2 separate regions of the Hordeum vulgare genome follow, and region 1 is linked to region 2. The links are chromatin contacts, called in public Hi-C maps. All regions are on one chromosome and are shown on one strand. The core of a region is the stretch at or near the end of the contact, and the rest is flanking DNA. Distances in the headings are between cores, read along the strand shown.

Region 1 (6,982 bases), core at 2,468-4,967, 160 kb after region 2:
AGCTTTGTGGAGATTCATCTTGCCCTACCATATTTTCTGACAGTCAAAGTGTTATATATCTTACAAAGAATCCAATGTATCACGAGAGAACAAAACACATTGATGTCAGATTTTACTATGTTCGAGATGTTGTTGCTAAAGGTGATTTGAAGTGATGCAAGATAAATACTCATGATAATCCAGCTGATATGATGACAAAGCCAGTTCCTACCAATAAGTTTGAGCTTTGCTCAAGCTTAGTTGGAATTTCTCACTAGTCCTTTGGACTTTGACGCACGAGGTGTTTATGCTGATTTGGATGGAGTTATTCACTTTCTTCGACTACTAGAAGGAATTTGGCTCAAGGTGGAGATTGTGAAATTGTGATCCAAATTCTACCGTATTGGACTAGACGTAGTACAAACGGTGTGGGCTTTTGCGTTGGTAACGACGCGTACGAGTACGACTCATTTACTTGTCCTCCAAGGACTCTCATGTATTGCCCCTCATATATACTCCATGTAGTCGCACCTAAAGACGGTATGTCGTCTCGTGCTTGTAATACTCCTCCTCATAGTGATTGTGCCTTCGTGCGTCCGTGGTTTTCTCCCGCAAGGGTTTCCACGTAAAAATCTGTGTCTCTCGTGTCTCGTTGATCTCGTTTTATCTAACAACGCAGACGCAGGAGACAAGGAGGAGGCACGCGAGATGTCGTAGACGACCGGGAACGAGGAAGATGAAACCAGAGGTGGTCCTCGCTGGTGGCGCGGGCAGCTTGGCGATGGAGGCCAGGTCGAGGAAAGCAAGGAGGCGCGCGGGGCTATCTCTCCGCACTGGCGGCACGAGTAGGGAAAGGAGGGGATCGACGAGAGAGTGAATGGGGACATGCTTCCTACGTGGGAGTGCGAGCGATCGGTGGTGCGGTCGGGAGCAACAAGAGGTGACTCAGGGAGTGGGTGGGTGGATCACGAGTGGGCCAGGGTTAAGTGATCTGGTGGGGCGGCCGGGCCTTGGGGATGGTTGGGACGGCCTGGTTGCACGTCTCTCTCCCTTCTAATACTCCTTTTTCTATTTATACTGAATATAAAGAGAGAACATTAAAAGAGAGGGCTAGGAATGGAATCTATGCAAGAGGTTAATTTTTCCAGACTCACAAAAATGTGCATGTCTCAATATAGATAGAAGTGGACATTAGGGAAAGTTTATATTCAAACTCATTTGAATTAATTCAAATGGTTTGAACTATGACAACATTTTAGAAGAGTCCAATAATGTTGAGAATTTAGGTGGACCTTCGATAAAAAGGGAACGAATTGTTGACAAGGTTTGGATGTCAAACTCGAAGCAGAAAAGACATGAGTTTTATTTGCAAGTGTATTTCGGTGATTCCAAATTATTGGAATATTCCTTTTAGCTCCCTAAATATAGGGAGGATACTGCATATGTTTTAAAGAGAAAACACCATGTGTATATCCCTCAATTTAAATGGAGCAAAATCCAAACAATTTATTTAGTTGAGTTGCAAAACTTAATGACATTATGGCACAATGAAATGATGCAATGCAAAAATAACAAAGAGCAAACAATAAAGGAGTTGACTAGGCAGCGACGCCGCACGAAGGTCTTGCCGTACGGCTCCTACAGACTAAGCACGACCGAAAAACTCATGCAAAAAGCAAAAAAAAGGCATACAACACCACATGCAAGATTTTCTTTGATGTTTGAAATTCAAAAAGTTTTATCTACAAAACCGTTAATTCAATCGATGATCCGTTTTCACCGTTGACTTTCTCGCGACGAGTTCTTCGAAACTAGATCCCATGTCGACATGTTCCGTCAACTTTTTTTTTCGTTCATACTTGCCATATTTTCTAACCCACTTGTCATACTATTAACCACTTATTTGCGTGAAAAAAATAACTTGATTGGCACTTTTTAATATTGTTTCGTACAAAGACTTGTAGCAGTTTTCATCAGACATGATATAAAAACATGTCGTAGGTTGTGTTTGTCAAATTAAAATATGCCAACTTGTCATGTTTACATACAACTTTGTCAAAAAACTATTTTGTGTGCTTGTTAGTTTAACTGTGTCAAGTTGTCATATTTACAAACGATGACCAAAAAAGATTTCTTGTGGTCACTCACTTTAAATATGTTGAGTTGTCATATTTTTGCGCGTGATCTCCTAAAAAAAGTTGTTTGTGCTTGCCAGTTTGATTATGTCGAGATGTCATATTTATACGAAATTTCTAAAAATATGGCGATTAAGTTATTTTTTATCACACAAGTAAGTACTTACTAATATGGCAAGTAAGTGCATCAAATGTGGTAAGTATGAGTAAAAAAAAATTATCGAAACATGTCGACATGTTTCTAGTTTTGAAGATCTCGTCGCGATAAAATCAATGATGAAAACGGATCATTGATTAAGATAACGGTTTGAAAGATAAATCTTTTTTAAAATGCAACATTGCTAAGCAAGCTCTCCCGACTTACGCGCATCAGCCGTCGCACGGAAAATCAACTGTGCATTGTATTTAGATTTTCCCAACAATAAAATACAATCATGGAAAGAAATCGGTCTGGGCGTGTCGCCGAGTTCGATCCACGAGAGGGAGAAGTGCAACCATCACCATGCGTTGCGTGCCGGAGAACCACAATCACACCCGCACCGCTGGAAGACCACAAGCATGACACATCACCCATCATTGCCGGAGAACCACAATCACACCCGCACCGCTGGAAGACCACAAGCACGACACATCACCCATCATTGCTGGGAATCACCACCGTAGGCACGCAGTAGCGGTCACCAACCCTGCTGAACACTGAATGGTTTTTTCACTGTTTCTGACCTTATAGGTAAATATGAGCACAAAATAAACTCATTCTGAAAGTATTTCCAGATCTGACCTTTTATGAAACGTCAGAATCCGCGACGTTGCAGCTCAATTAAGAAACGCCAGACTAGCTTTGCGTTGCTGCCTAGGTCAAAACGCTAAACTAGCTCGTGTTGCTGTGCAAAGACGAAATGCCACTGTAGCTGGCATTGCTCTGCAGAGATGAAACACCAACCTTACTGGCGTTTGAGCCGAGGAATTGCGCAGTAGCCGTGTTGGCAAATCACGGTCGGGGCAACATAAATGCATGAATGAATGCGACCGAGAGTGCGAGTCTCGGACCTGCAGCGCTCGAGATTTAGAGGGTGTTTGGATACTCTCTAGTCATGTGACTAGTAGTAGTCAGACTAAAAGTTTTTAGTCAGGCCCTGTTTGGAAGGTGACTACTACTAGTCAGCATTAAATGTCTCTGTATTAAATTATTCTCATTTATCTCCCTTCCATTGGCGTGCCAGCATGGGAGGATGAGCCATTAATTGGAGAAGAGACTTTAGTCACTTTTAGTTGGGGGTGGGGTGACTAGGGACTAAACTAGTTTTAGTCACCCATTAGTCAGGGGTGTTTGGAGGTTTACTGACTAAAGGTGACTAGTACTAGTCTCTAGTCTCTAGTCTCTAGTGATCCAAACACCCTCTTATGGATGGACCCAACATGCACACAAGCCAGCAGTAATACTTCCCTGATCCCAAAATTATCATGACGAGTGCACCAAAGTTTGCGACGTGAACAGGATCCCCGGCCAGTGGCGGCAGGCTACGTCCTTTTGCTAGCCGCGCAGCAGGCATGTATGCATGCATGCATGATCTACCCAACGATCCCGTACCGTGTGGTCACCGCCGCGCGAATTATTGCAACTGCACCTTCTGTCTCTCTCCCTCTCTCTCTAGCTTAGCCCCAGTACACCACGCTTGGCGTTTCCAGGCTGCACGAAAAAGCCAAGGGCCATGGTGTTTCTTGTGTGGCGTGCAACGTCCGCATAGACTGATGTCTGAATTTGGAGCAGAAACGTCAGAGTATATTGGCGTTTCTACATCCAGCAGCAACGTCACAAGCTATGACGTTTCTAAAAAAGGTTAGATCGTTAAATACTTTAAGATCGAGTTTGTTCTGTGATTTTTTACGTCAAATGGATGAGAAAAGTGAAAAACTTCACTGCATGCGCCCCCTGTCGGTGTCAGGTCGAGACTAGGCCTAGTCGGTCCTGGCGGGAGGACGACAGGGGCTCCAACATCTTGGGAGCCGAGCAGAAAAGGGACAGGCCCCGTTTCCACGCGCGACAGACACAAGCCCATCCACAACCAGAAGCAGAGCCGTTGAATCCTCACACCAGATATGATCTTGACCTTGACGAACACCCGCTCACTGCCCTAATGCCCACAACCCCTTCACGCCGCCGTCGGTACCGTGCGCCTCCGCCACGAGATGCAACCACCACGCCGTCATGCCCCATGCATGGGCCACACCGCTGCCCGACTCCATCGGCCCGCACCACCATGCGCCAAGAGGGGAAGGAGAACACCCCGCCATCGCTGAAGTTGGGCGGGCTTTGCCCGTCGGCTCGCTGTTGGGGCGGCGACGAGAGAAGGTGGGGAAGGAGAGGCCCTGGGCCGGCGTCTAGCCCCCCCTACGCTCACGGAAGCGTCGCGGGAGGGGCTGCTAACTCTCCGGCAAAACTCCTATTCGTCGAAAAGATAATGGTAAATGTTTAGGGACGGGCCGTCGGCAGAACGCTAGGTCGGTCGCGCACCACGCTAGTGTCGGGCGTCCACGCAAATCGCCCCCATATGTTTTTGGTGGACTTGTCCCTTCATTCCTTATTTTTCTCATGCACTCCATCCCGTACCTCAAGCAGGGCCGGTCCTGAGATTTCAAGCCCCGGAGCAAAACTATAATTCGGACCCTTCGGGACCTTTTATATAAATGTCTAACTAGTAACTATAATATGTAGATATAATTTTATGAAAATAATAATTAAGTACGTTCAAAATCAGTGTGCGTACACTACAGGAAAATCACGTTTTACCGTGTGGCAAGCTATAAGTCGTGTTTTTTTTCGGGTACTCGGCTTATTTGAATATTAGCCGTGTACACAAGCAAAAACACCCGGTAAAAACAATGCACTCGGCTTATGCTATCATATAAGCCGAGTGTCCAGAAAAGGCTCTCGGCTTATAGTTTTCACACGGTATATATGAAGAAAGCACTCGGTTTATAGCGTGTCACCCGGTAAAGGTACGTGCCACGTGTCTACAACAGCGGCGTTTGACGGCGCCGTCACGGCTTGAACTATAAGCCGTGTGCTTGACAAGTACACACGGCTTAGACACACTATAAGCCGTGTGCTTGACAAGAACACACGGTTTACACATAGTATACGCCGTGTGCTTGGTAAGTGGACACGGCTTACACACTATATGCCGTGTGTTCTACAAAAGCACTCGGTTTATGTTTTATAGATTTTCAAATTTAAAAAAGTTCTAAAGTGATTTCCCTTGCATTTATCTTTAATCCCTGAATGTTATTTATTTATTCATTTTACCACAGGAATGTCTCTCATGTCGGCTATAGACCGTGTGAGGGGGGTAGAAAGATCACCAAAACCCTAGAAATGCAACAAATGTCTCAAATAGTTGTGGGCCCACCCGGAACGTGCCCAAACTGTTACGACACCCTACAAGGGGCATGTGATGACGTCGTGCCTGATCCTGAGGATTTCTGGCATCGTATCATTTTCCGAGGCTTCAAACGGTTTGATGAGGCATGTCACCCAAGTGATTTCGTACCCCCGATGGTTGGGGCTGCCCCTCCCACGCCTGCACAAGGCATACCCATGTCACAAATACATCACATAGGATTTTCCATGCTTCTTCTGGGCATGATTTCATGTGTCGCCTTGCAGATCTGCAATTTCCGACACTGAAACCCTAGAATTGCAATAAATGTCTCAAATATTGTAGTCGGGTCAGAAAAATGCACGGGCCTGACACGTGTCATTCGATGGCCTCCTCTGAGAGTACGAGGAGTTTCGATACCAACGGAGCAACATGACCGACACTTCCTACACAAACGTGACACGTTCCCTCTCGATACCAAGAGAATACCTCGAAGATGGTGCAGTCTACAAGCGGCCTCGGGTAAGCCCCACCCAGACCGCGTCCAAACTTTTACGACACCGTACAAGGGGCATGTGATGATGTCGTGCCTGATCCTAAAGATTTCTGGCATCGTATCATTTTCCGAGGCTTCAAACGGTTTGATGAGGCATGTCACCCAAGTGATTTCGTACCTCCGATGGTTGCGGCTGCCCCTCCCACGCCTGCACAAGGCATACCCATGTCACAAATACATCACATAGGATTTTCCATGCTTGTTCTGGGCATGATTTCATGTGTCGCCTTGCAGATCTGCAATTTCCGACACTGAAACCCTAGAATTGCAAGAAATGTCTCAAATATTATAGTCAGGTCAGAAAAATGCACGGGCCTGACACGTGTCATTCGATGGCCTCCTCTGAGAGCACGAGGAGTTTCGATGCCAACGGAGCAACATGACCAACACTTCCTTCACAAACGTGACACGTTCCCTCTCGATACCAAGAGAATACCTCGAAGATGGTGCAGTTTACAAGCGGCCCCGGGTAAGCCACACCCAGACCGCGTCCAAACTTTTACGACACCGTACAAGGGGCATGTGATGATGTCTGGCATCCTACCCTTTTCCGAGGTTTCAAACGATTTGGTGAGGTATGCCACCCAAGTGATTTCGTACCCCCGATGGCTGGGGCTGCCCCTCCCACGCCTGCACAAGGCATGCCCATGTCACAAATACATCACATAGGATTTTCCATGCTTCTTCTAGGCATGATTTCATGTGTCGCCTTGCAGATCTGCAATTTCCAACACTAGAACCCTAGAATTGCAATAAATGTCTCAAATATTGTAGTCGGGTCAGAAAAATGCACGGGCCTGACACGTGTCATTCGATGGCCTCCTCTGAGAGCACGTGGAGTTTCGATGCCAACGGAGCAACATGACCGACACTTCCTTCACAAACGTGACACGTTCCCTCTCGATACCAAGAGACTACCTCGAAGATGGTGC
Region 2 (6,866 bases), core at 2,201-4,700:
AGTCTTCTTGCTTTTGCTGAATTGCCTCTTTGGTGGCGGCTTCTTCTTCACGCCTAAACTGGGCTGCTGCTTGGCACTAACCACAGCACAACTCTTCTTAGCATAGTTCCTTGACACGGGTTTCAGGTCATCCTCGTCTCCATGGGTAATTTCACTGGTGACTACCGTTATTCTAGTCCCACCATCTTCATAGGTTTTGGTTTCTACATAAGCAATAAATCGATCACACAATAGGATCAACAAACATCATGCGAGTAACTGCTCTAAAATTAATCTCATCCCTCTACTCACCAGACGCAGCTGCATCCATCTCATCACCATCACCATCACCATCACCGCCTTCACCAACCACATTTTCTGATGACACGACTTTACCATATAGAGCAATCTCTTTCTCTTGCTTTCTCTGGAAATACATAAAATGACACTGGTCAGTAAAACGTTCTAGTCTTGTTCATGTTATTTATGTGACAGAAACACACGGGCTACATAATCTACTTGAAATGACACTAAGCCCCGATTCAGTGACGTCCCTACCATTCCCGTTTCATCAAACCATCCTTCAGCCAAGCAGAGAAAAATGGTTTATTGCATGTTTTCCCATACCAGAAAGCACAAAGATGAGCTTTGAGGAATGTGTTGTGTATTCCGCAGGTCTAGGCACATTCCCTTCAACATACCACCCAACACAACAAATCTTTGCAGTACCCATTTCTAGTGTTCCACTAGTGATCCCTAACAGTTATTGGTAGCATTAACCGGAGAAAATGCGCCACATGTTCCAATATGAAAAATATTAGCCATGTAGGATACAGCCATTCAGCTTTTCAATCATTCTGATGATTCACTTCTTCCTAGACTTCTCCAAATGTTGGCGCCTAAGAGAACCCCTATTAGCCATGTAGGATACAGCCATTCAGCTTTTCATTCATTCTGATGATTCACTTCTTCCTAGACTTCTCCAAATGTTGGCGCCTAAGAGAACCCCTTGACTAGACCTACAGTCTGTTTGGCAGATACTAATAGAGGAAACGATGGTCAATCAACCTTCTCATGGAAATCTTTGCTTTTGATCAACTATTACTAAATTAATAAAATATACAAAGAACAATAAGAGCATCTCGAACATATGATGTAAAACAGCCACAGTGCCCAAAAAACTGTTTTTTGGGCACTTGGGGCAAAAAAACAGCTCCAACAGATGGTGTTGTATTTAGACTTTAGTGATGCAAAATAATTTGGGCAGACCCAAATTTTGGCCCCAAGCAGGGACCATTCTGGGGGGGGGGGGGGGGGGGGGGCAAGGGGGTGCTAGACCCCCTCCCCCCTAACAAATTGATTTTTCTACTATAATAGTGGTTGTTGTGGCCAAAAAAATTCATTTCATATGAACTTTGCCCCCTCCATGAACAAACTTGCCCCCCTATGCTTTCATGCTGGCTCCGTCCCTGGCCCCAAGTGCTGCATATTTGCAGCACTTCCACCGGCTGCCGTAAAACACAAACACAGCTGTGCGAACTGCAACTGCACGCTGAAGTTTCCACCCGCAGCCACCACACATCGATTACGGCTGGATCTCGCCATTGCAGCCACCGCCGCGAGACTACCGCCCGCCCCGGCCCAGTCGCCACTCCACCGCCCATTCCTGCCGCTCCGGACACCCGCAACAATCCCCGCCGCAGTTGCCAATTCAGGATCCACTGAAAAGCCTGATTTGCAGCAATTCCGGCCGTCCCCTGCCCCATCACCGCCTGAAATGGCAGCCGTAGCACCAGTGCTCACCGTGGAGGTTGATTAGTGGCTGCCGCTACCACCGCAGAGTTGCTGCTCCTTTAGAGCTCTCAGCTGTCAGACAACGAAGCGACGGCAGCTCCTGCCAGTCTGCCACAACCCCCAGCTCATCGACGTCACGAAAACTGCTGCTCCTTCGGTGCACCACCCCTGAGCCAATTCCTAGCCGGGTCGGCGACTGCTGCTCCTTCGGTGCCCACTAGATGTTCGGCAAAAGGCCTCTTAGGTAAAAATAATTCATTTTTTTCAATTTTTTTATTGCGATGTATGAGTCGATCGTGATGGAAAGTATTGTGCTGTAGATGAGTTCATTTCAATTCTCTTTGTGGGATGATTCATCCTCCGAAGAGGAATAGGAGTGGGACGAAGACGATGATATTGCTTTGATTATGATGGTGAACATGGAGAGGAACAAGTGGCTGAAGCATTGTGGTTCCCTTACCGGCCGTGAGGTAAGCAAGATGGGCACCATCACTAATGCTCACTTACTTTGGACCAAATCGGTGTACCCAGTGTGATACATTTGGCGCCGGTTTAGGATGGCTCTAGATTCGTTCCACCACATTGCCAACTATGGGAAGCGGAATGGTCGATTCTTCGAGCAGAGGAAGAATTGCGCCAAAGATCTTATCATAACACTACTGCAGAAGGTCACTGCAGCATTGCGAACGATAGCTTATGGTATTCCTACATATTTTATTGATTACTACTCCCTCCGTCTCAAAATAAGTGTCTTGACCTTAGTACAATTTTGTACTAGAACTAGTACAATGTTGAGACAGTTATTTTGGGACGGAGGGAGTACTTGGCAACGGGAGAGAGCACTTCCATCAAGTGTGTGAAGCAATTTGCCAAGTCAGTGGTTGAAGTATTTGGGCCAGAGTATTTGAGATCACCCATTGTTGAGGACATTCATAGACTTTTGGAGAAGAATAAAGCACGTGGGTTTCCAGATCACCCAAGGCGGTAAGCCAGGGTGCCTTATCACCTAAGTGTCCCCTAAGCGTCTAAGGAAGGACGCCTTAAAAACAATGTTCTGGTGCACAAAAAGTTTCTCTCTCCGACCCTAAAACCATCTTTGGGCACCAAAATTGACGTCTATCTGTTGGAGAGATGCACAGAAAAGCAGAATGCTGTGCGAGAGCTTCTCACCTTCTTGCGTGCCTCGATTCGCTTCCGTCTATCCTTCTCCTGCGTAATCCTCTGCGCCTCCTTTCTCCTCTTCTTCTTTCTCTTGTGAAACCCAGTCACGAAATCCCTATAGATCCAAGATTTGCGTCAGGAAAAAATTAAGAACCCACGCAAACACAAATCGCACCGTGCACCTACAGCCAGAGAACCGAAGGAGGTTGCGGTACCGTACTTGAGGGCTTTCTTGTCGAGGGAGACGGAGAGGGCCTTGTTCTTCAGGGCGCGCTTATTGATGTGCTTTGGGACCATGAACGTCGGCATCTGCCCCACCACCACATCCTCCCCTTCCTCCTCCAACGCTTCCATATCCTCCTCGTACTCCTCTTCCAGTCCCTCTTCCTCCCACGCCATGGCTAAACCTTTCCTCTGCCTCTCTCTCTCTCTGCCTCTCTCTCTCTCTCTGTCTCTCTCTGGTAGAGACGAGGAAGCGCCGCCGGCTTTGGAGAAGGGGGGCAACTAGGTTAGACGATACATAGCCACATAGGTACATAACTCACCTGCGGTACGCGTGAGAAAAACTCGCAAAATTGACGAATTTGACCCGAATGTATTTTATAAACTGGACTGCATTTAAAAAAATTCATTCAGCTGATTCTTTTATGTGATGCTGGACAGTCATGTTTGACAGTCATCTATGGATTAGGTGTCACACAACATAGTATTAAACATCACATAGTATAGTGTGACGTCTAAGCCAAAGGCACTACAAAAAACGGTCAGACGGGTGAATTTTCTTCGGACACGGTTTCTTTTATGAATTAGTTACGTTTTTTAGATCAATTTTTTTTATTTCGCCGTAAAACTTATATTCTCAAAACACGCTTTAGCCCGCTTTATAAATAAAGCAACATAATATAGTCTTCTTACCAAATCCATCCTGAGACATCCGACACACAGGACGCATACAACTATGCTATCAACAACAAGCATTGAACGAACTAAACATCCCTACTATGCGACCTAGCACACCTAGTCTCCATGGCAATGCCCTCAAAGGGGGAGAATGGTGGAGAGCATCGCTGCTACCGAGTCCACATCGAACAAAGGTCTTCATCGAAGCATTGGCACGGGGAGAAGAACTACAACGACGTCTTCAAAAAGAGCACGACACCCACGGGTGCCGTCGTCGTCGATGCCAAAGCACGAAGCTTTCGTTCGACAACTCACTCATGCCACCACGAGGCCACCAAGAGGAACGCAACGATGTGAGGTCCCCATATCCAGCTCAGTACATCGCCCCTCTGAAAGAGAGAGCACATCCGAGCTACCCATTGCAACACCTCCTGTTGCCCACATAACCCGAGAGGAGAGCCACCACTACCGCAATGATGCCCGCCGACGAGCAACCATGCGGATCGCCATCCGGGGCCGCCGCCCCGGCATCCCTGTCGTGATGTACTAACGACCGCACACAACCATGGTAGGAAGAGGAACGGAACCCCATCCACTCCCAGCCCGACATCAGTCCCCCAGTCTGGGTAAGCGCCTCCATCGTAGGCGGTGCCCACACCTGCGTCCCCAGCCAATACCTGGTGGACTCGAGGGGACACGACTCTATGATTGCCGACGGTCGTTGGCGAGCCAGTTCTGAGCCCACGGCCAGCGGAGCTCACACGACGCCATGTCCGTGGTCACCAGCGACGATTCATGCACCGACACACCGGTAACCTGACCACCACAAATGAGTACCGTGCTCGCGAAGGGAGGACAAGTTGCATCCACGAGGACACCTCGTCCCAAGCCCGACCCCTCCTACCCGAAGCACATGCTCTGATCCGCCCCGAGCACCAATCTAGCCCGCCCGAGCACAAAATCAAGATCTAAGCCATCATCACCGCGCGTGCAACCCGCTGTAACGCCTAAGATACAATCATATCCTAATTTTGGCACGAGGTCCTCGACAGGGATAGAAGCACATCTCGTCATTTCGCAAGAATGGATATCAATACAAGTACATGTAAAGAAGAGATGGCTATATGAAATTGCCTTACACTCGCCACAAGCTAATCATGATCATTTCAATAAAAAAACATACATTCAATCACCAATCAGAAGAGCAGGGTCCGACTATGAACGAAATCAAACGAATAAAACAACGTCCATCTGAAAGCACAATTGCTCCCTATGATGGTTTTGATAATTGATCACAACATATGCATCATTGGACTAATATGTTTTTCCAAGTATGTTTCAGAAAAGTTTAAAAATGCTTTGGCTAAAAGAGATGCCCCTTGATACAAGAAAGGAATAAGATTGGCTTAAGCTTCAAGCTAGAAGACTCTTCATTTTAAATTTGTGAGAAATCACTTTTGGTCTATAGGAAAGCCAATACTATTAAAAGGGGGTGAGGTAGTAAAATGAACTAACTCCTCAAGTGCTCAAAGTTAGCCACCAAAATACTCAGTTATTTTTCCCACATAACCATTCTGTCCAATTCCACATACTCAAATTCGGTGTCACCAACTTTCATATTTCGGACCCACCAAGTTTGACCTCAGAAAGAAACCCTAGCCATTCCCACCAAATCGGTGCAACCGAATCCATATCGGTGCTACTGAGTTCAGGGTGACAAACTTTCTATTGCCTCGCTACACAGAATCGGAATTTCCGAGTTTGAGTATCGGTGCCACTGAGTTTGGTCATCTGACCGTTAGCCACCTTTTCAGTGCCACCGAGTTGTGTATATCAGTCCCACCGAGATTCAAAAGTTCTTGCCTTTTGTGCTAATCGGTACCATCGAGTTTATGACTTTGGTGTCACCCAGTTTGCCACTTTAGGTGTAACGGTTGGATTTTGGGTGCTGCCTATATATACCCCTTCACCCACCTCTCATTTGTGGGAGAAACACTCAGAACACACACTTCATTGCCAGATCCATTTTCTGGGAGAAAACCACCTACTCATGTGTTGAGACCAAGATATTCCAATCCAATCATTTGAAACTTGATCTCTAGCCTCTCCAAACTGCTTTCCACCAAATCAATCTCCCCTACCCATGCCTATTCTGTGAGAGAGTGATTTTGTGTTGAGGAGACTATCTTTAGAAGTGCAAGAGCAAGGAGTTCATTGATCTACCACATCTATTACCTTTTGGAGGGTGGTGCCTCCTAGATTGGTTAGGTGTCGCTTGGGAGCCTCCTACTTCGTGTTGTGGAGTTGAACCAAGATGTTTGTAAGTGCAAGGAGATCGCCTACTTCGTGACAATCTACCGTGAGTAAGGCTAGTCCTTCGTGGGGGGAAGCCGTGGTGAAATAGACAAGGCCGCTTCTTCGTGGACCCCTTGTGGGTGGAGCCCTCTGTGGACTCTCGCAGTTGTTACCCTCCGTGGGTTGAAGTATCCACTAACATGGACGTATGATAGCGCCACCTATTGGAACCATGCCAAAAATCGTCGTGTCAACCTCATGCGTTTGATCTCCCTACCTTACTCCTTTACTTTACACTTGCATGTTTTACATTCCGCTGCTACACTCTTAGAACTGCATGTGTAGGGTGTACTTGACTTGCTATAACTGCCAACACTGCCCCTCAACTAAAATTGGGAAAAGGCAAAGAAAAATCTTGTCAAGTAGTCTAATCACCCCCACCTCTAGACATACTTCCGATCCTACAAGCGGTATTAGAGCTTTGGTCTCCATTGCATTGGTTTCACAACCTAGGGGGGTATGGCATCTAGTGAGGGAAATTATCATCGTAGAGGTCCATATTTTGATGGCACTAATTTTGCTAGTTGGAAGCATAAGATGAAAATGCATATTCTTGGCTTTAATCCTCATGTTTGGGTTGTTATTTGTGTTGGTGTGCAAGGTAGCTTCTTTGGAGAAGGGCATGAACTGGATTGTGATGCGAGAGCTGATGAACTGAATATGTTGCAAGTCAATGC

What was found. Hi-C and Micro-C count contacts between places; a contact is called where the count stands out from the background.
Region 1: a contact with region 2 is called in a Hi-C map of seedling, with 2.3 times the contacts expected there. The contact joins the enhancer-like site here to the promoter of LOC123448598 in region 2. A contact is called at or near these places in 1 of 6 Hi-C or Micro-C datasets (seedling) and 1 of 1 datasets of contacts at active chromatin or transcription factors (embryo).

The regions. Positions count from the first base shown.
Region 1 is chr4H:349,183,879-349,190,860 of MorexV3_pseudomolecules_assembly, forward strand. No RefSeq gene overlaps it. Among protein-coding and RNA genes, the nearest start is that of LOC123448598, 160 kb to the left of the region's middle. Within about 2 kb of position 3,718, at least 3 of the 3 cell types and tissues checked have open chromatin away from gene starts, as enhancers often do. A contact at or near this core is called in seedling, where this site is marked.
Region 2 is chr4H:349,019,190-349,026,055 of MorexV3_pseudomolecules_assembly, forward strand. It overlaps LOC123448598 (ribosomal RNA-processing protein 17), which reads right to left and starts at 3,451. Exons shown (of 4, transcript XM_045125548.1): 1 at 3,155-3,451; 2 at 2,944-3,049; 3 at 292-406; 4 at 1-203. The coding sequence starts at 3,333.